2 separate regions of the Gasterosteus aculeatus genome follow, and region 2 is linked to region 1. Evidence: chromatin contacts called from public Hi-C data. All regions are on one chromosome and are shown on one strand. The core of a region is the stretch at or near the end of the contact, and the rest is flanking DNA. Distances in the headings are between cores, read along the strand shown.

The links. Hi-C and Micro-C count contacts between places; a contact is called where the count stands out from the background.
Region 2: a contact with region 1 is called in a Hi-C map of skeletal muscle, with 3 times the contacts expected there. The contact joins the promoter of lpxn here to the promoter of haus8 in region 1. A contact is called at or near these places in 2 of 6 Hi-C or Micro-C datasets (skeletal muscle and whole body).

Annotation. Positions count from the first base shown.
Region 1 is chr8:17,968,283-17,973,899 of fGasAcu3.hap1.1, forward strand. It overlaps haus8 (HAUS augmin like complex subunit 8), which reads right to left and starts at 3,562. Exons shown (of 10, transcript XM_040185154.2): 1 at 3,438-3,562; 2 at 2,964-3,028; 3 at 2,412-2,473; 4 at 2,085-2,211; 5 at 1,888-1,998; 6 at 1,703-1,806; 7 at 1,374-1,532; 8 at 950-1,091; 9 at 408-549. The coding sequence starts at 3,496.
Region 2 is chr8:18,120,751-18,126,367 of fGasAcu3.hap1.1, forward strand. lpxn (leupaxin) reads right to left here and starts at 2,472. Exons shown (of 9, transcript XM_040184115.2): 1 at 2,304-2,472; 2 at 1,457-1,536; 3 at 1,285-1,352; 4 at 735-831; 5 at 164-421; 6 at 1-48. The coding sequence starts at 2,316. It overlaps scyl3 (SCY1-like, kinase-like 3), which reads left to right and starts at 2,832. Exons shown (of 14, transcript XM_040184112.2): 1 at 2,832-3,729; 2 at 3,833-4,011; 3 at 4,238-4,423; 4 at 4,712-4,825; 5 at 4,927-4,983; 6 at 5,062-5,164; 7 at 5,248-5,359; 8 at 5,442-5,519. The coding sequence starts at 3,847.

The sequences.
Region 1 (5,617 bases), core at 2,312-4,811:
TTTAGTAAGAGCGCAACCGTGTCAGGATACATTTTCACACGTGCAGATCTTTGTAGGTAAGTAACCGTTTTGTTTGTAGGGCTATCCTCGACAAAATGAGTTCTTGACACTACCACAACCAATGATTTAATCAGGAGATCTTCAAAACGGAGTCCCTCCACAAAGAGTGAAACAATAATTTGAATTTGTGTTACTCGCATCCATCAGAGAAATCTGCTTAAGTTCCTTGAAACTAAGTCATGCAGTATGGTAAAGCATTTCAAATAAATAATACACAAAAGCAATCTTCGTTGACTCAGACCGAAGTGGCACACCTACCGTTTCAACAATATAAATATAGCAAATAACAGATCATGTATTAACGGCATCACCAAGATCCAAAAAAGGTTCTCTGCATATGTGCCTACCCAGAAAGCTGCTGGCTTATGGTCTTTGATGTCGTTTTCATGTCCCTAAGGGACTCCAGGGAAGTGCTGTTGTCCTTAAGATCTCCATCCGTGCACTGCAACAGCAACATTTCGCTCTCCTTCAGGCAAGCCTCGGCTTCATCTGAAATGAAACGAGCGGATGTGATCTTTTAATTCTTTTAATATCCTCTTTTTTTTATTATGGATCTTGTTCATGCACTGCAATCCTGCAAATGTTTTCACTCTGACTAATGAGTGATTACTTTATTTTATTTGTTTAAAGATTCTTATTTTTGTTTTGTAAGTGTTCGTCTCGTAGGTTCGAAGCCAAAAGGACACTGCTGAGTCAGGTGATATCTGCTCGTTCAGAATTTTTTTTAAAGTTGTTACGTGCAACTTACATGTTGCCAGTTTACACTCACATGTTGCCAGGAAAAATCTGATCAAAAGATACAAGCAGATTAGCTGAATTCTTTTTAGAGTTGAACTAACTCAGTTATGGTTAACAGTGTTGTTTTCGTGCACAAAGTAAAAACAAAAACCTAGGAATTCCATTCTGTCCCCATCAATGTAGAAATTCTGGACAGGCAGTTCATGTCGCGTGGTGTCGACGGCTGTGGCGAAAGACTTGTAGTCCTTTGTGAATTGTTTGGCAGTTTCCACCACAGGAGTCAGTGCGGCGATCTGATGGAAAATTGCAATATTAGCAAGATGCACAAAGCATCTTACACACAGTGCACACATCCATTTCTTTACATTACAATAAATGAATTATAAATATTTAAGCCATCTGTTCACCATCTTATTTGATCATCATCATTCAGCTAGAAGGACTATGCGTGTTCAGGATTAGCGATTAATGTCTCAAATGATAAATGTCTCACTGTTGTGACACTCCACCATTAAGATGGACATTTCAAATATATGTATTACATAAGGTTAATTGCAAAAAGAAAAAAACATTACCTGTAAATCCAGTAGCTCATTCAGTAGCCTGTCCTGCTCCATGAGGAGGTACTGGCGTTTCTTTTCCTGGACCTCATTATGGAGCGCCTCTTCTTCCTCCATCTCCTGCATGATCCTGGCCTCTGCCTCAGCTTCTGCCTTTGCAGTATTGCTCTCCATCTACATCAAAGTTATAGAGCCAGATCAGTCACATCATGGCGTTATGACTGGTTATATCGCACAGAACACAGAACAAGCCAGAAAAAAACATTACATTACATTATCCACTGATTGGACAAAACAGATGCATTAAAAGCAGTTTTCTGCTTTTTATGTGAAAACTCACTGACCTTAGCAGTGATGTAGGCCAGTAGGAACGTTTGCATCTCAACGATCCTCTTAGTATTCTCTGGATTCCTGTCGTGCTCGACTGCATTTTCAACAATAGTTTTTTCTTAAAGAGAAAAGAACCCTGTTAGATGACACTCAAATTTTTAAATCACTTCTAGAATGTTAAATATTTAAACCACTTTACCTTTGATGACTGAAATATCAAAATTGGGTCGAAAGTAGTGTCCATCTGAGAAAGTGGACTGCAGAATACTTTTCCCAAGCAACGAAGGCTCATTTTCTCGTGACATCATCGCTGAGAGGAAAACAACACTTATAAAGAAGTGCCGGTTTTCACGCTGAGATTTGACGTGGACAGTTTCCAGTGTTTGAATCACTTACATGTTCCTGGAGTCTGGTGGGCCATTGAGCGTCGTGGCGGAGTGCCCACTCTCGGTTTTACACCGCTGGGTTTTGGTGAGGAAGGTCGCGGCGGAGCAGCAATAGACTCGTTGGTCAGTGAGTTACTCTGGAAATGTTTAAAAGGGGTGCAATGAGATACACATGTGTTACCAGAAAAAATGTGCCAAAAGACAGATTCCTGAACAGCATTGACCAACACAGGCAGAATTATACTTATCATTGAGTATTGGCAGGTCTATATACTAACTGAGATGGGTCGCCATGAGTAAAACACATTTGTTTTATTGACAAATAAAAAAGTTTTACCTTTGAAAGCGATGTCTTCTCAGCAGGCTGCATGTATCGAGACTTGACGATAGTTCCACTTGCTAAACGTTTACGAAAAGACGTTGACAAAATAAAATGAATTCCTGAAAGTTAAATGACTAACATATCTGTAAATTTCTCGTATCATAGATCAAATATTAGATACAAAAGGAAAAACCCATTGTTGAAGAATACCAGCTTGAGAAAAGCTAGTTAAAATGAGCACTTTCACAACACTGTTCTCATTGTTGAATGTTGTAAGGCTTTGACGAAGTGTAAAAAGCAGATTATAATATAGTTTTTGAAAGATATTGAGTATACACCATTATATGGCAACACTTTCCTACTGAGACAACGTCTCATCCACTGGATATTATCATCGACATAATTCAAGGTGATTTCACGTTAAATGGTTTTATCTGGAAAGGATCTGGAAGGATTGTTTCAAAGATTGAACTGGAGTTTGTTGGCATACGGTCAAGTAAGGTTACTGGCAGCCGTCTGATAAGCGACAGATGTGTAATCAATTGACGTTAGAACAACAACACTTACATTTAGCACTTTTCTTTCCAGTTCCGGTGATGTTGTGGTTACCAGCATTGCTCCCGCTACTCGAGCTGAAAACAAAGCAAAAAGGAGTCTAATTAAACCAAATCTACAAATTACAAAATAATAGACGACTGTGTGTCTATTGAATTTGAAACCCAAAGCTTTGCTAACAAGTTAGCTCACAATGTCTACCGACACGATCCTTTATTACATTTGCTTTTCCAGCCTGCTCGTTAGTTGTATGTCTGGTACAGCAGTGCGAATGGTCATGTTTTTAGCTAAATAATACACCATAAAATCAACGGTATAGCGTATTAAGGTTAAATAAAAGTATTTGTTAGCCTGACTAATGCTAGCTCTTTTCTTACGTTACGTTAGTTAATTCATTCTAAAATTAAACTGGCCACAAATCGACGGATCACACGATACCCGGTAAAAAGAAAAGGAAGTAACGTAGTTATACGAGGACTAAAGTACCTCTTAGCTTCGGTACTTTTAAAAGTACTTGGCACTGTTGATGTTCTTTTCGACGCCATAATGTTTTGAAGCAAACCGCCAGTGCGCCCGTTTCTGCAGACCGGTAGAAACAAGAGGTGATGTTTTTCGTTCCACCCAACATTTAAAAATGAATAACTCACATTTGTTCTAGTAACTGCGCAACTGTATTACAGTTTTTCAACACACAAAAACACATAAACAAAAAAACAGAGCAAACACATAATTTCAAAATGAATACACACTTCCTATATGATACTTTTGTAGCACAATGTTTTACAGAACCTCTTCCCAAACGCCGACTGCACACTGTTGTGACAAAGTATAAAACATTTCTTTTTTTTCTGTTAAATTTGTAGCATGTTATGAATATAGACCATGAACACAAGTGAAATGGGGAACGAAAGACATATGTTGTTTCTCAACTATCATATAATTGATTATTGTGATATTTCGATGGCAGTGTTTAGCACAGAACAAACAGTTTTGATTTTGAATGATGTGTTTTATTAACCTAATGTGGCTAGCTACAAAAAGTGTTACAAATCAGCCTAAAGTTATATAAAGATATAAGGCCAGGTAAATTAGTACGTGGTTTCAATAATTCAAACGTATTCTTTCTCTTTCGTTCTCTCTCTCTCTCTTCTAACTTTAATTTCCTGTTTATGGAAATAGATGTTTCTATTGGAGATAAAGTGTTAACCATCCAAAATGATCAAATAAAGACAATTTAGTTTGAGGTTGGATTTTCCTTCGAACTTTGGGGTGATCCCTGATTCCACATTTTTGATACAACTCCTAAGTCTATGGTCCTCCTATGGTTGTAACCAGTTCTGCATTGGCTGTGATTTCATAAAGATTTAAGCCTCTTCTTCTGCAGTGGCGTCAGTCGCAACGCCAGTAAAAAATATACGTTGGAGAAAGAACCCGAAGAAACATCTCCCTTGACATTGACGGCGGGGAATATCAAAAGCTACAATTGTTCTAGTAACCACTAGATGGGTGTAAGGGGCTACAATCCTCTTAGTTACACCCCCAGTCTGTACAGACTCCATTAATGAGTGTGTCTCCATGCTATGTGTTGTCTGCCGAACCAGTTCTCTAAACCTGGAGTTTACTTGTTGGTTGTGTGCACACGTCTTAAAGAACATAATGGGTGCTGATCCCACCTGTCTGAGCTGGTCTCGGACGACAGGAAGGACATTGTGAGGAGAGCGGGTGTGGGAGAGGCTGGTAAACACTGAACCAGCAACCTCTACCCTGACTCCCCTCCACGGACGTGGATGGATAAACCAACAGGGGGGGTAGAGAGTGGCTTATAAGAAAAGGCTTCAAAATGTAGGCCATCCTGCCTTTTTTGCAGCGGTTGAATTGGATTTCAATACGGCGTGCATGCTAGACGACATCCGGGTAGTTTTATTCTGACTTTAATAAATTCTCACGATAAAGGTTGAACATTTGGGCTTGGCACTGAAACAAATATCTCACAAACACATGCCCTGTATTTGTATGTGTGTGTGTGTGTTCCAAGCATGTGATGTGAGTGTGTGTCTGTGCAAAGGCCGGGCCTTATCATTGCCCCCCTCACGCTCTCTCTCAGTGTAATAAAGCCTGAGGCTGTGCGTCTGCATGCTGGCTGTCCATCTCTCGCCACCAGGCAATGCCAGAACAAATAGCGGCCTCTGAGGTGCCGTTGATGATGGAAACAAGTGCAGCGTGGACTCTTTTGAGTTCAATTAGTAAAACCTGTGATTGAAGACGCTAAATGCTTTAGAGGTATGGCTGTTTCCCTCTTCTCGCTGGAGTTAAGGTCTAGATCGGGCTGAGGAGCTGGGGGGAAAGAGTAAGAAGATCACGTTGAAAGACGGCACCGCGAGGAGGCTGAATGAAAGTCCTTGTCTCTTTCCTGAGCCCACCTCTCTTGGCTCTCCCTCCGCTCCGAAACTCTGACGTCCAATGCAGGATCCGTCTGTGTCACCGTGACCTCACTGATACTCTGCTTTTGCCTCTCCAACACATTGCTGAGGCGATAGAGATGCAAGACGACGCCGCTCAAATTCATATACTGAATAAAGTGAAAGGAAAGTCGCTGCACTTTCTGAACACATCTACTGTATGTACACGTGACTACACACACACACACACACACACACACACACACA
Region 2 (5,617 bases), core at 1,222-3,721, 150 kb after region 1:
GCACACAAAGTGCTCGGGGTGCCACACCTGACCCAGCGCCGTGATCATCTGCAGGAGAGGGAAGGTGGCGAATAAACGGCCCGTTATCACGCAGTCATGTCGATTTCTCTGGATTTAAATTCTTTTGCATTTGTTTAGCTGGATTCTCTTTTTTTTTTTTAACCTTTCCTGCGATGCATTTGTTGCAGGAAGCACAATGGCCCTTGGCCGTGGTGCGTACGCCGATCTTCTCCAAGTCAGAGCTCAGCCCTCCCAGCAGCTCGTCGATTGTTTCAGTTCTGTTGCCCGTGGTCGATTCGTTTGCATCTGAAGCTGCTGTGCTGCTGCTGCTCTCCTGGTTCTCCCCTTGTCCACCTTCTGTTTTCCTTTTCACAAACTGTTTTTGCCTGAGAGGCGGAGGGGTTGTTGAAGACACTGGGTCCTAAATGACAAAACATACAAATATCTGTTGTTTTTAGCTGGATACAATGATTAATGTATCTTTTTGAAGTAGTGCTCAATGCTCCGATACTGAAGTGCTGCTTGAGGCTGTGCAGCGTTGGAATTAGTGCAATGCTGCCCCCTGTTGGTGAACCGGCTTAATGCTGCTCATGTTTGGAAAGTTTCTTCGCACACAAGATTGTCCCATATTCATCACCCCTTTATATGGACCATACGTTCCTGTTTCTTTAATAAACCACAATAAATATTTTTGAACTATTTTGAGATATGCACTTCACAAACACTTCACTGACCACTTCTTCCAGGTCCAGGAAACCCTGCAAGATAGCGTCCAGCTCCTTAGTTGGAGAGTCAAGAGCCGGGGAAGCTGCTACCGAAGACGGCAGATCACTGAAAGCCAGAGAAGGGAAATTAGAAATCACATGATATAATGATTTAATCTGCAGGAATAATAACTACCCCGTGACTCCACTGTACGAGTTCCTTTTAAGGGAAAACTGTGTCTCCAAAAAGGTTTTTTACAATGATTTAAGAGTTAGGAACTAGGAACAGAAGCCTAGAGGGGTGTACTTATGATATGGGGTCTTTTCTATTATTTCTGGAGGGAGATCTGTCTCTGAATGTCTAATAATAAACATGTCTAACATTGAAATAAAGTTAGAGACGTTACTAGATCAGTAAGATCATTGTGCACAATAGCTGGAGCTCTTGTACATTACCAGCAGCGCAAGAATCCCTTTCAAGCAAATCCTTTTAAGTAATCTCCTTTTTCCTGTATTCACCGTTTACACGATTACAATGATTATGTGAATCAGGGACGTCAGCGACGGTGTTGTGCTTCACCTGTACACGTTGGAGCAGACTGGGCCTTTCTCTTTTTTGGTAAGTCCACTATTAACTGCACATGACACCTGTGGACAAGATGACAAATGACTTTAGAGAGTGTGAGATTTCAAGTTTGATTCCCACAGAAATGGGCGACGATGAAAAAAGTTCGGGTACGGTGTCTCTCCACCTCTGCAGCCGCGGCACCTTTGCTGCCTCCGGCGCTTTCGGAGCGCGCGGAATTCAGGGCCAACTCTTCCAACAGCAAATCTGCGGCAGGACACAGGCCATGAATCTTCTAACCACACACGTGGACAGAAACACACGGGCAATCATACGGCATTCAGACAACACATCGGCCGTCTTCCTGGGTGTAAACGTTTACGCCGGAAGATGTGACCCCGATGTGACATGAGAAGTGATGGCTCTGAAGCTGCCTCAAGAATCGTAGCTTCCTCAGGAAGTGACGGTTCCGCGTGTTGCAGAAGTGAAGTTGTCGTAATGTTGAGAGCTGTGAAAAACTCAGTGTGTGGCTAATTTCACTCAATGAAGAGATGTTTTAGCACCATCGCCTCTGATATGTCATCACCCTTATGTCACATAAATTACAAAAATCTGAACTTTCTCTAATTTATCGTCAGTGAAAGTGAATACATGTTTGTATTGTTATTCCAGGACATAAATTGTATGTTTTGATGATCAATGAAGCCCAACAAAAACACAATACAATTTATGAGCTAAAAAAGGCAGACGTTGACAAATACCAACCAGCATTATTAAAACGAGAGTACAAAATCAAGACAAAGTCACAGAGTAGTGTAAGAAGAAATAATTTACATTATTACAGGCTGAACTGCTTTTAGCTGCTCCCAAGAGGGACTAGTTGTGGGAAACAGAATAAAGCACCATCCTCTTATTCTATAATCAATTATTCTTTTCACTTAAATCATCTTTCTCTGGATATTTGAGAATCAAATGAATCATTGTATGTGGAACAACGTGTCCACAATAGAAGAATAACGTAAAACATGTCATACCGAGTTCGTCCATGTCGTCCCCTGCTGCTACACGAGAGTGAGTGGGGTTGGTTTTTTGCTGCTGTTTAGTTACTAAGGTAACTTGCCCAAATCATCATCTGGTGAAAATCATCACTTCCTCTGACAAAAGATGTTTTTCGTTTGTTGCGGAAGTGAAACTTGAGTGATGCTCTTTCCGTTTAAAGAGGAAACTAACGGATATCTGCAACTGAAATAACAGCTGACTTGTGCAGTTGTGAAATGGATTTAAGTCTGATACAAAGATAATATTATTTGATTGTGCTTTTTATGTATATTTATGCATATGACAGTTAATAAAGCCACAGTATTGGAAACATGACCTCACTTCAACGTGTCAAGTGTCACGGTTTTAATTTGTATATTTGTAAACACAGTGACAATGCAAAAGGCAAACACAATTGGAGTTGAACACATATAAAATAAAAACTTGACCAAAAGTAGACATGAAATACAATTTCAATGAACCTTTTCATTACTGTTTTGTATTCAACTGATTTTAAGTTGATCGGTAATTAAGAACATTTTAATGATCACTTCAAGATAACTCACATTTCAGTCATTTGAACTGAACGCATTTAGTACATTTTAGATGGGAAGACATTTTTAGAGCAGAGTGAACCGTAATCAGCAGAATATTAGAGCACAATTTTAAGAACTGTCACTGAAGCACATGACCACGTGGTACAACTGAAACCCGCAGCTGGTATCGCTTTCATTCCCGGGTTCAAAATAGCGTCCCAACTTGTTCGTACTGGGGACCCCAAAAAAGACAAATGGTGGAAGACCGGACGCATCTCTGCCGAGGGCGAGGACTTAGTTGATGTCCAATTCGGACAGCTTCTAACTTTCATTTTTGTCAACATAAGCTGGTTGCTACAGTTTTCTCGCACCACTTTGGTTGCAACCATTGTGTTTTAGAGCGGGGACATGGGTTTTATACGATTTTAAAAGCGTAACTTTGGGCACATTAACGTTAAATGTAATTGACCATGTGTTATATATTTGCCCAGTAATAAGAGTAATTTCCCCAAAAATAAGGAAATAAACGTCAGTGATTCATTTCCAACATTTTCTGAAGTAGCAGTGTCCCCTGCTACGTGGTTCCGTCTTTAACCGGAAGACTCCGTGTTTACTGTGCTGCCGTCGCTCCACGTTAGCGTCGTTGATTCACGTAGAAGTGAACAGTATTACGCAATATCTTACGTTTGTCTAACAAAGAGTAAATCCTGTTGAAAACGCACCGGATCGACCACGCCGCGACCGGCACGATTGCCTGAAGGCGGAAGGGCCACTGACACGCGCAGCGATGACGAGCCGCCTAACGTAGCGCCCAGGTTAGCTAACAACACAACATTAGCTAGCTAACTCCCCAAACAGCGGCGGTGACTCCACTACGGCGAAATAGGTAACGTCATAAGTGTGTGTGCCCCGTGGCCATGGTTGCGGGCTCAGCGACTGACAACATTGCTTTGTGTCTCTCCCCCCTTTCTCCCCCTCCCCGCTACCAGGAATAAGCGCGGCCATGGGTGCGGAGAGCAGCGCGGTGCGGAGCTGCACCCTGGAGGAGCCGCTGCTTACTCTGCCCTCCGGACTCACCGTGCACTCTGCGATGCTGCAGGATGGAAAGCCCGTGTCCGTGTTTGTTCACAAGCGGGGCAACGAGGACAAAGTCAACAAAGCTGCTCAGGTAGTCCTACTTAGTCCTAGGCTTCAGACCCCCCCACGCACCAAACTAGGTAGCATCTCAATCATGACATCACATACCAACCAAAGGCTATCTGATGCCCTCCATTCACTGAGGTCTCTATTTTGGTCACTGTTGTTTGTGGCATTCTGGCCGCATCAGTTCCCACGTTCCCTTCTCTTCTTCCCCCCCCCTTCCCCTCTGACTTTCTACTTTTAATTTCCTGCAGCACCTGAAGACTCTGAGGCACCCGTGTCTGCTGCGCTTCCTGTCGTGCTCGGTGCAGGACGGCGGCATCCACCTGGTGACGGAGCGTGTCCAGCCCCTGGAGCTGCTGCTGGACGGTCTGTCCCCAGAGGAAGTCTGCGCCGGCATCTACGACCTCCTGCAGGCACTTGTGTTTCTGCACGAGAGGGTGAGCGGAAAACAAGCAGTGGAGCGGAAAAAGTCCTCCGGAAAAATTGTCCTAACGGAGGCGACTGTAAATGTAATGTGATCACGTTTGTCTGAATTTGCAGGATGCTGTCTTATTCCTCCAAGCTTGTTCAGCTTGAATTGTGTATGATGTTTTATTTGAACAATGGCATTAGTATGAACAGTAACTGCTGAGGTGCTGTATCGCAGTATTTGTTGCCATTTGGTGTCCGTCTGTGACTAACAAGTTTCCTAAATAAGTTCCTAAATGTTATTTCTTAACCACCAGGGTAAATCAAGCCACAACAACGTCTGCATTTCATCAGTATTTGTCAGTGAAGATGGTCATTGGAAACTGGGGGGGATGGATACCGTCTGCAAGTTCTCTGAAGCGACGCCTGAGGTAAGAGACCGGGACGACGCACCCGGGTCAGATATTTGAAAACCTTTTTTGTAAATACGTTTGAATGTTTCGATTCCCTAATTTATCTTCCAACTCCTCAGTTTCTCGCCAGCATCCGTAATGTGAGGGAAGCCAGCTGCATTCCTCCAGAAGAGCAGGTAAGCAGGTCAAAGGTTAAATGGAAGACCGCCTCCCTTTTCGTAGAACCTCTCTCATAATAGACACGTCATCGACAGGTTGAGGACTTTAAAATGCTTCCGGATAAACACGCTCACTCCCGGGACAGTTACTCTTTTGGCATGACGGTGGAGGCCCTGATCTCTCTCCTGAATGGCTGTGGTGAGTAATGCTGGCTCATAACCTCGACGTGCCGGTTTGGCCTGCAGGTAAACTTCTTCATCCCACTTCTTGCTCTGTTTCAGTGTCACAGGAGCTGTCCGACAGTCTGACAAAGACCCTGCAGGCGGGCCTGCTGAACTCTGACCCCTTTTCGCGACCCCCACTCAGCTCCCTGCTGGCTCATGACTTCTTCAGGTTAGTGTTTGCGTTTGCTGCCGTCAGCACTTCGGGAGAATTCTGTGTTTTGAACACTGCCTATTTTTTTTTTTTTGAATAGGAATGACTTTCTGGAAGTGAGGGATTTTCTGAAGAGCCTGACCTTGAAGGTGGAAGAAGAAAAGAATGAATTCTTTAAGTGAGAATATAGTCTTTTGTGTTCTTTAACCTGTGCTGTGTTCATGCTAAACGGTATCAGGTTTATTAGATCCCACTCAGAATAGTTAAAGTGTTGTT